Regions from separate parts of the Capra hircus genome. Here region 2 is linked to region 1. Evidence: chromatin contacts called from public Hi-C data. All regions are on one chromosome and are shown on one strand. Each heading gives the region's core, a stretch centred on a gene start, on an enhancer-like site or on the middle of the called end of the contact. The rest is flanking DNA. Distances are from core to core; before and after follow the strand shown.

Region 1 (6,996 bases), core at 2,434-4,933:
ACCAAATTCTATAAGCCAGTCACGAGGCCAGCCCAGGTTCCAGGGCCAAGGCAACAAATTCCACCTCTTGATGGAGGAGATACAAGGCCTCCTTGCAGAAGTCCTGGCATGGGGCTCTCATGAGGATGCTGATGGACTGTTGAGTGGCATGGGGACCAAGAGAGGGGACAGCTTCTGAGTTTTGTGCAGATTACATGCATGTGTGGCCCCAAAGTGGCCCCTGGCCCCCTCTTGGCCTCAAGCTGATGCCCCCACCCCTCCCTGTACGCCCCTCCCTGCCCAGTGGAGCTCACCCACCTGCTGCCCCTGCCCTTGCCACGGCACTGCAGCTTCCGCCTGACCTCCGAGCATTCGACACGCCATCACCAGGATGACCTGGTTGTGGGCTGGGACGGCAAGGACCAGGTAGGCACCGGGAAGCCCACCTTGTGGCCTGAGCGGGACACTCGGGGCCCTGCCCTGCCCGAGGAGCATTATGGGGCCAACCGGGCTTAGCCCCAGTCCCCAAAGGACCACAGGAAGAGCACTGGCGGGGAGGAGGGAGCCTGGGTCCCAGCACCACCTGGATGATAACAGGAAGACCAGCGGCTGACGCATAGCGACAGCCTCTTGTGTGCCAAGCAGCCCAGCCCCGTTTCATAGATGAAACTGAAGCTCAGAGGGGAATGGAGCTACTGAAAGGCAGGGCTGGGATTCAGATCCATGAAATGCCTCTAACCCCCAGTCCGCTCTCCGTCATATGCTTGTCCCTATCTGCTGCTCTCCAAGCCTCAACTTACTCCTCTGAAAAATGGGCTGAAGCTCCCAGAGGACCTCCCCTAGTGGTGGGACAGCAGCCCTCACTCCCTTGACCGTGATGAAGGAGGTGACCTGCGCTGGGAGGTTGGGGAGGGCCTCTCTGGGGGAGGCCTCTCGCTCAGCCTGTCCCCTCCCCAGGTGGCGCTGTCCTCCTCTCTGCGGCGGGAGAAGGGCAAGCTGGCCGCCCGCCTGGCCCTGGTTCACCCCTTCAGCCTCTCCTGGTGGCGGGCCGAGGCCAGTGGCCTTGCTGAGAGCAGAGGCGGCAGGCAGAGCCGGCAGGTGAGCAGGGAGCAGCCGCGGGGCCCTGGGTAGACGGCTCTTGGGGGTGGGTGAGCCGCATGGCTAAGGCCACGGGTGGGACATCTGGGACCACGTTTGGGGGAGGAGGATCTTGTTTGTTCATCAGAGACAAGGACGCCTCTGGGATCACAGTGTCCTGAAGCTTGGAACCCCAGGGGGCCCTTCATGCACTCATTCCTTCACTGGGACTGCGTTAAGCACCTAATGTGTTCCAGGACATGTTGAGGTGCAGGCGTAGTCCCTGCATGGATAAAGCTCACATATTAGTGGGAGGAGCAGTTCACGAGCATGTCTGGTTCATCACTGATGCGCTGGTTTGTTTAGCTGGTCACTGCAGGGGTTCACACAGGGCAGCTTGGACTCTGCATCTGACTGGGAGGCTTTGGGCAATCTTCAGCACCTCTCTAAGCCTCAGGGTTTTTTTTTTTTTTTTTCCTATGAAATGGGAGACGGTAGGCCAGTGTGTGCCAGGCAAAAAGACCAAAACTCAAGAGAATGAGTGAATAAAAAATTAAGAGTTGTGATAAGCTCTATAAAGAAAGTAAGGAGGGTACTAAGAGAGAGAGTCACTGGAGTCCGGTAGGGAGGGGACTTTAGATGGGGTGGTCAGAGAGGGCTTCATGGAGGAGGTGGCTTGTCAGCTGAGGACCCGTGGATGAAGGGGAGCCCGGACGAGCTGGAGGAGCAGCAAGTGCAAAGGCCCTGAGGTGGGAACAGGCTGGGAGCTTCAGGAGGAGCCAGAGGCAGTTAAGACCAGCACGGAGGAAATGATGGGGTGGGGGCTGGTGAGGGGGGAGAGCTGAGGTCAGGTGAGGGGGCAGACCCGCTGTCTTAGCTCGGGGCTGCCATAGCAAAACATCACAGGTTGGGTGGCTTAAACCACAGCCTAGAGGCTAGAAGTCCAAGATCAAGGGGCCAGCATGGTCAGGTTCTGGTAAGAGCCCTCTTCTTGGTCTGAAGCCTTTTCTCTGTGTCCTCACATGTCAGGGAGTGAGCTCTGTGGGGTCCTTCTTACAGAGCATGGATCCCATCGTGACCCCCCCAACCCCACCCCATCTAACCCTAATCGCCTCCCAACACCTCCTGATGTTGTCACATTGCGGCTTAGGGCTTCGACCCACAGGCCCCAGTGAGGGGCTCAGATTTCCCTGTCCTGGGAAATGTGTTGAGAATGGGGATTTTTCCACCCAGTAAACACTTCAGGTCTGCAGTCTGAGCGTGGCTCTGCGCTCTTACAGGCATGAGCCAGAAGAGAAGTCTGTCTCAACTCCCGCTTGCCACCTCCATCCCCTAGAGGGTGGGCAAGGGGACCACCAGCTTCTCCACCTCCCCCCGCCCAGGCTCTGCACCTCTCCCTCCCTCTTCCCTCCCCACCCTGACACACAGATGGGGGGACCTCAGCCTCTCCTCCGCCCCACTTCTCCCGTCCTCCTGCCACTGGCCGCGTCTCCACGCAGGTGCAGCTTGCCTGGAACGGAGGGCAGCCGCTGGCCTTGCAGCTCACCTGGGCCGACAGGTCCTCGGCGCAGAGCGCCTCCTGGGATGGTTGCGTGGCTGCTTCCCCGGGGCAGGTACGCACTGCCTGCCCTTCCAACCCGGCACCAGGCTCCCCCAAACCCCGGGCCCTGTGCTGCCCCCCTGCGCCCCAGTCACATCCACCATCCTCTTCCCCGTCAGCTCCAGGACACCTGGGGCCTGGGCGCCCTCAGGGCCTGTGGGGCCTTAACGCAGACCCCAGCTGTGCTCAGCGAGTGGCTGGATCTGTCCTGGGATGGACGCCGGGTGCGGCAGAACCTGACGTACGAGGTGAGGCCTGGGGAGCTGGGTAGCCCCACTGGCTGCAGAAAGTGCCTGGCTCTGGGGCCATAGGGTCCTGGGTATAAGTGCTCATTGTGCTGGGGGGCCCCAGGCAATGCATTTCTCCATTGTGAACCTTGGTTTTCTCATCTGTGAAATGGGTACAAGTATCCTTCCCTGACTATAATGTCGTGAAAGCGCTGGGAGGTCAGGAAAGCAAGGTGCCCAGCATGAGGCAAGCACTCCCAGGGAGCAGACAGAGGAGTGGGTGAGCCCAGTGGGCTGCCGGAGAGGGGTAGGGGGAGGTGGGGAGCTCAGGTTCCCAGAGGTGTCAGGGTCAAGGTCTTGCCAGCGTCACCATCTGCCCAGGGCTCCTGATGGACTGAGTGCTGCTCTGCAGAGCCTGGGGCAGGGGCTGGGCCACGGAGAGATGAGGGCAGCTGGCCTGGAAGTGCCCTTGTCCCTTCCGGGTTTCCAAGGCCCACAGCCCCTCCGTCTCCCAACAGAGGTCCTGCCCGGAGTGTAAACGCCCTCTGTGGGGCTGCCCAGGGCTCTGATGGGGTTCCTGGCACCTCCTCTCCTCTCGTGAGGGTCTCCTTCTCTTCTGGGATGAGCCCCCATCCCAAGATGCCCTCTTCCTTCCAGAGGCGCCAGCCGTCCCTCCCAGACAGGATCCATGCAGAGACCGTGCTGGAGCATGTCCTCGGGGCCCCCTGCTCCACACAGAGTTTCCAGGGGGACGTGGAGATGGACCATGCCCACTGGCTGCGCCACTCCCTGCAGCTGGGGCTCTGCCACCTGCCCAGGGTGAGTCTGTCCCTGGGGAAGGGCCCAGGGACCCAGGGGTGAAGAGAGAGGAAGGTGCCCACCCAGGGCAGGGGTGTGAGTGAGGGAGCTGGGTCCCGTCATCACGGGTCTGCACAGGCCTGCAGGCAGCCCCGGGCAGGGCTCTCTCCTCTCTGAGCATCTGGTGCTTCATCTGAGGGATGGGAGACACGGTTGGTTCCAGCAGGTGAGGTGATGGGGAGATTTAAGGTGAGGCTCCGGGAAAGTGCTCGACACGTAAACCAAGCTGCTGTTTTCATTGTTATTAGAGGGAGGAGTTGGGACCCCTATCCCCCAACATTCCCCTGGGTTTGTTAGCTAGTTGATTGGTCTTTTCTGCCTTCCTCCACCCACCTTTTACCCATCTTTCCAGCCATCCAGGCAGCCAGCCAGCCATCCAGCCAGCCAGCCACTTACCCACCCTCCAATCCATCCTCCCGTTCATCCATCCACTCCTTCATCCTCCCAGTCCTCCAGCCTCCTCCCTTCCATCCGTCCTTCCCCTTTCCCATCCCCCACACCCTCTCATCTCTCTAACAGTCCCAGGGGTCACAAACTTTTCCTCCAAAGGGCCAGGTAGTGAATATTTTACTTACTTAAACAATTTACTTTTGTTTGTGTTGGGGCTTTGGTCTTTGTTTGTGTCGCTGCGTGAGGGCTTCCTCTTGTTGCAGCGAGCGGGGGCCGCTCTCGGTGCGGTGCTCGGGCTTCTCCCTGCGGTGGCTTCTGTTGCAGAGCGTTGGGCTGTAGGCACCAGGGCTTCAGCAGTTGCGGGGCCCAGGTTTAGTTTCTCTGTGGCAACTGAGATCTTCCCGGACCAGGGACTGAACCCGTGTCCCCTGCGTTGGCAGGCAGATTCGTAACCACTGGGCCACCAGGGAAGTCACAGTAAACATTTCAGGTCTTGCAGACCATATGGGCTCTGTTGCAGCCACTCAAGTCTGCCATTCTGCCGAGAAGGCCACCGTGGAGGACGTGTAAATGAAGGGGTATGGCCAGTCCCAATAAAAACGTATTTACAAGAACAGGCGGTGAGCCAGATTTGGCCAATGAGCCGAAGTTGCCAGCCCCCGATCTGTCCATCCATTCAGAGAGCATTTGTGGGTCTTTCTTGTGCCAGGCTCTGTTCTAGGTGCAGGGACAAGGACGGTGAAAGGGACGGACCAGGTGCCCGCCCTCCCGAAGCTGAGTCCCGTGGGTAGAAGATGAACAAGACAGGGGTAGTGAATGCTATGGAAGAACGAAGCAGGGAGAGGGGACGAATGCAGAATGTGGTGAGACCAGCCAGTGCAAAGGCCCTGTGGCCGGAGCATGCTGATGGGTGTTTGAGGAGCACAGGGTGGCTTTTACAGAGAGAGCAAGGAGGTGAGGTTAGGAAGATAATGCACGTCCACAGGACCTGCCAAGGAGACCGGCTTCTCCTCCAGGCACAATGGGAAGACAGAGGCTTTGAGCATGGGGACAGTGTCTGATCTGCATGTTTTTTTTAAGGTGAAATGGAGGAGGGGCTCTAGGGTGGGGCAGGAGTGGAGGCTGGGACAGGCTATTGTGACTGTCCTGGCGTGAGGGGCTGCCGCCTGGACCAGGGCCTAGCAAGAGGAAGCTGTGCTCCTGTGCCTCCCTGACCGCCAACATCCCCCTTTCTTGTTCCAGGCCCTCTTGGTCTCTGGGGAGCACACCCTGGGCAGTGGTGAGCTCCTGCTACATTCCAGATGCCAGCTAGGCCTCGCCCCAGACCCAGATCACGGCCTGCACCTCAGCCTGATGCTCCGCAACCACAGCAGGCCCCGGACGCATGACTACTCCGGGGAACTGGAGGTAAGGTGGCTGCGCGCCCCAGAGGAAGATACCCTGATGGCCATCTTTCCCTGTCTGGCCAGTGGACCACCACTGACTGGGCAGCCCTGACATCTAGTGGCCAGTATTGGAACTGCAGACAGGCACTCGGAGGGGGCCTGAGCTTACTCGTAGTGGGACCCCCTGAACCTGCCCACCCCCAACCCTCTGCCACCAAGACAAAACAGCTCCTCTGCTGCCCCAACACCAGCCCTTCCCATAACCAAGAGGCAATGGCTGGACTGCCTGGGTTTGAACCGCAGCCCGACCTCTTCCTAGCTAGCAATTTACCTCTGCTCTTTGTGCCTGTTTCCTCACCTGTAAAGTGGGGGGTAATCACTGCACCTGTCCTACCTCCCATGGGATTAATATTGTAGGGATTAAATATGTTACCATGTGTATATTTCTTAGAACAGAGCCGGGTGCAAAGCCAGCACTAAGAATTAGCTTCTTTTATTGTATAAGTCTGTTCACTCACTCAGTCATGTCTGACTCTTTGTGACCTCATGGACTGTAGCTCACCAGGCTCCTCTGTCCATGGAATTTTCCAGACAAGAATACTGGAGTGGTTGCCATTTCCTACTCCAGGGGATCTTCCTGACCCAGGGATTAAACCTGCATCTGTTGCATCAGCAGGTGGATTCTTTACCACTGCACCACCTGGGAAACCCCAGCTGCTATTATTATTGGCTATTATTGGCCCAGTCTTTTCTAATCTCTCCCTTTCCTGGCAGCCCAGGGAGGTAAAAAGGGTTCAATACCTGCTCTGCCCTCATCTGGCCAAACGGTATTGGAAAGGGACCTCTCCGAGCCCCATTTCCTTACCTGTAAGTGGGGATCAGATATATTTCATAAGGTGGTCAGGGGGGTTCTGGGCACCCCTCATTTCCACCCACACAGCATGGGTATACAGTAGGTGCCCCATCAGTGCTGCCATATGCCTATCTCTGTGTCTCCCTGACCTTGACCTTGTGACTTTCCCTTTACTAGCCTCAGTATTCCCCTCTGTCAAATGGGGACAAATCCCACCTCCTCTGCAGAAGTGTTGGGAAAAAAAGAGACAGAGCTCGCACGGCACGCACACGCAAGAAGTGCTCATGCGCAGGGCATTTCCTGCCAGTGTCCAGAGCTGGACCAGGCGTTCTGTGTCTGGAGCTCACCCAGCCCCAGTTTCCGAGCCCAGGAGCTGTGATGGTTTCGAAAGCGTTTTCCTTCCTGAGGCTTGCCAAGGCTGGCTCTCACTTCTCCGTTGGCCAGCCAGGCCGCCAGCCGCCCCCACATGTGTAATCCCAGTGCCCCCAGGTTCACGTCTCCCGCAGTGGGTGGTCAGGGAGCGGCTGGTCCCTCTGCTTCCATCCCGAGCCCGTGGGTGGCTGTCTTTGACAGCTTCTCCCTTGCCCAGGCCCTCTCGCTCCATTTTGGGGTCTGTGGCATGGGGAG
Region 2 (6,996 bases), core at 2,376-4,875, 270 kb before region 1:
GATGACCCCGGAGGGCGCACTAGGCAAGACACCGGCCATCTTTTTTCCCAGCTCAAAACCTTGCATAATTTTACACACACATGCACACACAGAGTCACAATCACTAACAAACGCAGTCGTGCGCACACAGCCACAGCACACACACGGGCCTCCCTCTGTGTGTGTCTGGATGTCTCTCTGACTCTCCTTTTGCGGTGAGAGTGATTCAAGCTCCCACCTCCAGCCTTTGCTCCCCCTCCTCAGCACACATCTCCATCAGCCCTCTGACCACCCACATCTTGCTCATCTCTCAGAGCTTCCATGCAATGCCTCTCTGAGCAGGAATCTCTCTTTCCCCTGCACCCTACCCTGTCCTTACTTCTGTCTGTCTTCCATGAGCTTCCACTTGGGCACCTATATAGGATAGAAGGAGCCTGGACTCCAGAATTGTCAATCTGAGTCCCAGATGTGGCACTTGGCCATCATGTGACCATGGGCAAGTCACAGCTCTGAACCTCAGTCTCCCCACTTCATCAAGTGGGATGATAACAGAACCAACCTCATGGGTTGTTTCTATTTTGCTTTGAAGATTAAATTAGCAGAGGCAAAGAATGCTCCTTTGGCAGAGGGTCTGACACACAGGAGAAGAGGCTGTGAGGATAAGATGGTTGGATATCATCGCTGATTCAATGGACATGAACTAGGGCAAACTCCGAGAGATGGTGAGGGACAGGGAGGCCTGGCACGCTGCAGTCCGTGGGGTCACAAAGACTTGGACACAACTTGGCAACTTAACAGGTGACACACAGGAAGTGCTCAATACAGGTCAGCTGCTGTGAAAATGGGGCTTCTAATCCCCTTTCAATGGGTAGCCTGCTAAAGGGCTCACTCAACAGGAGGGGTCACCTTCCAACAGCTGGAATGGAAGGTCTCCTTGGCCCCCCACCCTGGACCTGCCCCCCAGACCTGCCCCTACCCAGCTGCTGTGGATCTCTAGAGATGGGATTAAGCAGAGAGGCTGCCAGGAACCCCAGCCCCAGGAGGGGTGCAGGGACTGATGGCTGCAGCTGGGCTGAAGTCCCCCAGGCTGTGGTGATGGATGGGGGGCTGGTTGGTGGAGGAAGTGGGCACTCTGGACGACAGCTGGCCAGGCGCTGATGGATGTCACAGGGGAAGAGGGATGGCAGGAGGATTGCAGAGGCTGAGGGAGGCTAAAGCCCAGCCTCTGGAAAAGCCTGTCTGGGGCTCAGCTAGAAGAGTTATAGCCGGTGGTGAGGGGCGGGCATTGGAGACCTTGAACACTGTGTCCTGGATACTTCCTCCTAGAAATGCTGTTGTGAGGCCAGCACCTAAAGGGCCCATGAACTTCAACATCAGACTCTCGTGGTTGAAACTAGTAGCATCAGTAGCAATGTGATCCCAGTCAATCCTTATAACCACTCGGGTAATGATTTACTATTTTCCCAAGTTTGCCTGTGGAGACACTGAAGCTTAGATGGGGTCAAAGGAGCCAAGATCTGTCTCCTCCCAGGAAGCCAAGGGGTCCTCTGAGTAGCACTCAGGAGCTCTTCCTTGTGATCACCAGCTCGAAGTCGCTTGTTCAGACCTTTCATGCGTTCATTCCTGTATTCATTCATCTGTCCGCCAAACCCCAGCTGACTTCCTCCATGCTGGGCTCTGGCTGGGTGCCAGAGACACCCCAGTACTCAGACACAGCCTCCGACCTCACAGAGCTCAGTCCCCAGGAAGAAATAGACCAAAGGCACGCTATCCCAACTCTGGACCTTGGGGGTACGGAGTGGTCAGGGATGGCTTCCTGGAGGAGGCGGACCCTGAGCAGACACCTGAAGGACAAGGGGAAGGAAGAACCCATTCTCTGGGCACGGCAGTGAGCGGGAAGGAAGGAAGGAAGACTTCAGTGGTGGAGACAGTTGAGCTGTATCCTGAATGACAAATAGTAAACAGAGATACAGGCAAGGTTTTCCAGCAGCAAGAAGAATACACACAAAGGCCCAGATGCAGGAATTGCCATAAGGTGAGGGGGTGCAGAAGGTCCCAGTGGATGGTATGCAAGAGCCTGGGATGGAAAAAGAAATGGTACATGAGACAAGACAGGGTCCAGGTCTAAGAGGCTTTGTGTGTGTGTGTGTGATACAGTTGACATAAAATGTATAGTTTCAGGTATGCAGCAATGATTTAATATGTGCATATACTGTGAAATGACATCACAACAAGTTTAGTTAACATTCATTGCCTTGCAGTGTTTTCTCTTGTGATGAGAACCTTAAAGATCTCACCTCTTAGCAACTTTCAAACACATAATAGTACATGATTGTTAACTGCAATCACCAATGCTGTGCATTATATTCACAGGACTTATTTATCTCATGACTGGAACTTTGTGGCTTTTGACCCCCTTCCCCCATTTCATGCCTCCCCATCCCTACCCCCTAACCTCTGGCAATCACCAATCTGTTTTCTGTATCGTTTGGCTTTTTTAGATTCTGCATATAAAGTGAGGTCATACCATTTTTTCTTTCTTTGTCTGACTTATTTTGCTTAGCATAATGTCCTCAAGGTCCATCCATGTTGTAATAAATGGCAAGGTTTCATTCTTTTTTTATGGCTGAATAATATTCCATTGTATATAGATACCACATTTTCTCTATCCATTCATCCATCAGTGGACACTTAGCGTGTTTCCATATCGCTATTGTAAGTAACTCTGCAATGAACATGCAGATATCTTTATAAGATAGCTGTTTAATTTCCGTAGGATATATACCCAGGAGTGGAATTGATGGATCATACGGTATTTCTAATGTTTTGAGGCACCTCCATACTGTTTTCCATAGTGGCTGCACCAAGTTGCATTCCCACTCTACACACCAGAGTTCCCTTTCCTCCACACCCTCGCAGCACTCAATGCTGTTCAGTCGCTCAGTCGTGTCTGACTCTTTGTGACCCCATGGACTGCAGCACGCCAGGCTTCCCTGTCCTTCACCAGCACTTGTTATCTCTTGTCTTTTTGTTAATAGCCATTCTGACAGGTATGAGGGAAGAGGTTTTGAATACCGTGGAGGGTGTGACTTTATCCTGAGGCTGACAGAGGACCACTGACTATGGCAACCAGGAGAGTGACTCATGAGATCTGTATTTTTAGAAAGAACCCTGGCTGCCATTGGGAGGGTGGATTAAAGTGGAGCCTGGAGGCCACTGGGAGGCCTCAGCAGTGATGCAGGAGCGAGGCTGAGGATCAGGGATGGGTGGTGGACGTTCAGCATTGAGGACGCTGAGTGGACAAGGCTGGAGCAAATAATTTCCTGGGCAAATGTTGCCACAGAGAGGCATGGATATCCTCCTCACCTGTTTGTATGTCTTTTATAAATGACAAGGCATTGGATTAAGTTTTGAGGGGTTCAGTGGCACATTGAGGCTCCCTTAGCAGGTGGTAGAGCCGGAATGGAAACCCTGGAGTGCCCCTTTGGAAACCTAATTCTGGTCTCTTTCTGGGTGGCTTTCAACCGTGTTGCCCTTCCAGGAATGATCTGCAGGGGGAGACTGAGAGCAGGGGACGTGCCCCGAGGCCGAGAGGCACCCAGACAGAAGGGGGCGCTGTGGTCACGGGCGACCGGGCCAGCGGCATCCGGGTTGCCGGTGGAGGACTGGGCAGCCTGGGCGGGGGAGTCAGCTCTTACCCACGGTTTACGGAGGAGGGACCCCACAACCAGAGAGCAGGAAAGGGTCTCCCAAGGGGTGAATCAGCGTCTCAGAATGCTGCCTAGTCCACTGCTCCCGCTTGGAAAACTGAACTGAGTTTCCCAGATCTGAGAGCACCAGAGGGAGCTTGGAGGTCAAGAATGGGGTCCAGGACCCCCAGACTTTCCCTTAGGAGTAGCAACCCCTGGTTTCACCGACACCCAGTCCAGTCCCGCTAGCCCAGGGACGGCGGAGCCTGGTAGGCTGCCGTCTATGGGGTTGCACAGAGTTGAACACGACTGACGCGACTTAGCAGCAGCAGCAGCAGCAGGCCAGAGAGTGATGGAGAGGAGCCTCGGGGTGTGGTCCACGGAGTGAGCCAAGACTCCCGGGAAGAAATGTCCAGGCTTCTTCCAGTGGGTGGGCGCCCACGAGGCCTTGTATAGAAAGGGCGGTGAGGGAGGGGCGACACCAGGTGGCAGGCACCCTTCAAGCCCGGGCATCCTGTGGTTCATCTCCCCTCTTTTCCGTTTTCTAACTCAGGATTTCCAGAGCGGCAGCCGCTGAAGTTTCTTGCCTGGCATGTCTCTCATTGGTGTGTGGGGGCCCAGGGTAGAGGAAAGGGATCAAGACTGGTATAAGTGCTCTGCTCTGTGGCCTGGGTTTCTTCCTGCTCGTCAGCAATTAGGTTTAGTGAGCCCAACGCAGGGGTGGGAAGGAAGGTGAGAAGCCAGTGGGTTCAAACCCTGAAGCTACCACTCAGCAGCGTGTGACCCAGGGCTCCATGCCCCTCTCTCAGCCTTGTCTGTAAATTGAGGAGACTGAACCCCATTTTGTGAAAAAGCTGCCTTTTGTGTGGAATAAAAATTACCCACACAGGCCTGGCACATAGAGGGGGCTCTGTCTCTCTCTGGCAAATCCCTTTGGGCCAATTACAGTATGTAGTGGTGAAGCCAGAATTAGGGCTTTGGATAGAGGAAAACAATAGAATGGGAAAGACTAGAGATCTCTTCGAGAAAATTAGAGATACCAAGGGAACATTTCATGCAAAGATGGACACAATAAAGGACAGAAATGGTATGGACCTAACAGAAGCAGAAGATATTAAGAAGAGGTGGCAAGAATACACAGAACTATACAAAAAAGCTCCCAATGACCCGGACAACCACGAAGGTGTGATCACTCACCTAGAGCCAGACATCCTGGAATGTGAAGTCAGGTGGGCCTTAGGAAGCATCGCTACGAACAAAGCTAGTGGATGTGATGGAATTCCAGCTGAACTATTTCAAATCCTTAAAGATGATATTGTTAAAGTGCTGTACTTAGTCTGCCAGCAAATTTGGAAAACTCAACAGTGGCCACAGGACTGAATCAGTTATCATTCCAATCCCAAAGAAGGGCAGTGTCAAAGAATGTTCAAACTACCACACAATTGTACTCATCTCACATACTAGTAAAGTAATGCTCAAAATCCTTCAAGCTGGCCTTCAACAGTACGTAAACCGAGAACTTCCAGATGTACAAGTTGGATTTAGAAAAGGCAGAGGAACCAGAGATCAAATTGCCAACATCCGTTGGACCATAGAAAAAGCAAGAGAATTCCAGAAAAACATCTGCTTCATTGACTACGCCTTTGACTGTAGATCATAACAAACTGAAAAATTCTTAAAGAGGTGGGAATACCAGACCACCTTACCTGCCTCTTGAGAAATCTGTATGCAGGTCAAGAAGCAACAGTTAGAATGGGACATGGAACAACGGACTGGTTCAAAATTGGGAAAAGAGTACGTCAAGGCTGTATATTGTCACCCTGCTTATTTAACTTATATGCAGAGTGCATCATTTGAAATGCCAGGCTGGTTGAAGCTCAAGCTGGAATCAAGATTTTTGGGAGAAATATCAATAACCTCAGATATGCAGATGACACCACCCTTATGGCAGAAAGCAAAGAGGAACTAAAGAGCCTCTTGATGGAGGTGAAAGAGGAGAGTGAAAAAGTTGGCTTAAAACTCAACAGTCAGAAAAGGAAGATCATGGCATTTGGTCCCATCACTTCCTGGCAAATGGGTAAAAGGGAAACATTGACAGACTTTATTTTCTCAGCCTCCAAAATCACTGTGGACGGTGACTGCATCCGTGAAATTAAAAGATGCTTGCTCCTTGGAAGAAAAGCTATGACAAACCTAGACAGCGTATTAAAAAGCAGAGATATCACTTTAGAGCAAAGGTCTGTCTAGTCAGAGTCATGGTTTTTCCAGTAGTTATGTATGGGTGTGAGAGTTGGCCCATAAAGAGGGTTGAGTGCTGAAGAACTGATACTTTTGAACTGTGGTGTTGGAGAAGACTCTTGAGAGTCCCTTGGACAGCAGGGAGATCAAACCAATCAGTCCTAAAGGAAATCAACCCTGAGTGTTCGTTGACAGGACTGATGGTGAAGCTGAAGCTTCACTACTTTGGTCACCTGATGCAGAGAGCTGACTCACTGGAAAAGACTCTGATGCTGGGAAAGATTGAAGGCAGGAGGAGAAGGGGATGACAGGATGAGATGGTTGGATGGCATCACTGACTCAGTGAACATGAGTGAGTTTGAGCAGACTCTGGGAGATAGTGAAGGACAGGGAAGCCTGGCATGCTGCAGTTCATGGGGTTGCAAAGAGTCATACACAACTGAGTGACTGAACAAAAACAAAATATCAGAGAGATGAATTTCACACACAAAAGAATTCCAGATAATTCACCTCAATCAGCCAGATGTTCAAGGTCACCACCAACAGTGATATGTCATCTTGAGGGCATGTACCCTTGACGTGATTGTGTTAACAATGCCCTTTCACCTCTATGGTCTTCCTCCCAAAACACAGACTACATTCGTCTCTTTTTTTGGAGGTGAGGCATGGGACTTGCAGGATCTTAGTTCCCCAGCCAGGGATCTAAGCCGTGCCCCCTGCAGTGGAAGCAGGGAGTCTTAACTACTGAGTGGACAGAGAAGTCATGAGACAGTCAGACAAACCGCAGTTGAGGGACTTGACAATTATTCCTGGAAAGAATCAAGGTGATCAAAAACTCAGGAAAGTCAGGAATTGTCACAGCCCAGAGCAACCTACATGTAATGTGGTGTCCCGGACAGGCTTCTGGAACAGATCAAGACTTTGAGTAAATTAGAATAAAGCACAGACTTTGGTAAGTAAAAATCTATTAATGTTAGTAACAGGGGAAGCTGGATATAAGTTCTCTGTGTTGCTTTCACCATTTTTCTCCAAGTCTGAAACTAAAATTTAAAGTTGATTTTTAAAATTTAAGGAGGGACATGAGTTGGCT

Evidence for each region. Hi-C and Micro-C count contacts between places; a contact is called where the count stands out from the background.
Region 2: a Hi-C map of blood shows a contact between it and region 1, with 5 times the contacts expected there. The contact joins two enhancer-like sites. A contact is called at or near these places in 2 of 5 Hi-C or Micro-C datasets (both in blood).

What each region holds. Positions count from the first base shown.
Region 1 is chr25:9,941,343-9,948,338 of ARS1.2, reverse strand. It overlaps LOC102173909, which reads left to right. Exons shown (of 37, transcript XM_018039861.1): 19 at 284-405; 20 at 937-1,077; 21 at 2,556-2,669; 22 at 2,776-2,904; 23 at 3,541-3,702; 24 at 5,374-5,538. Among named protein-coding and RNA genes, the nearest start is that of RMI2, 71 kb to the right of the region's middle. Within about 2 kb of position 3,683, at least 1 of the 5 cell types and tissues checked has an H3K27ac peak or open chromatin away from gene starts, as enhancers often do.
Region 2 is chr25:10,213,565-10,220,560 of ARS1.2, reverse strand. No RefSeq gene overlaps it. Among named protein-coding and RNA genes, the nearest start is that of SNN, 31 kb to the left of the region's middle. Within about 2 kb of position 3,625, at least 1 of the 5 cell types and tissues checked has an H3K27ac peak or open chromatin away from gene starts, as enhancers often do.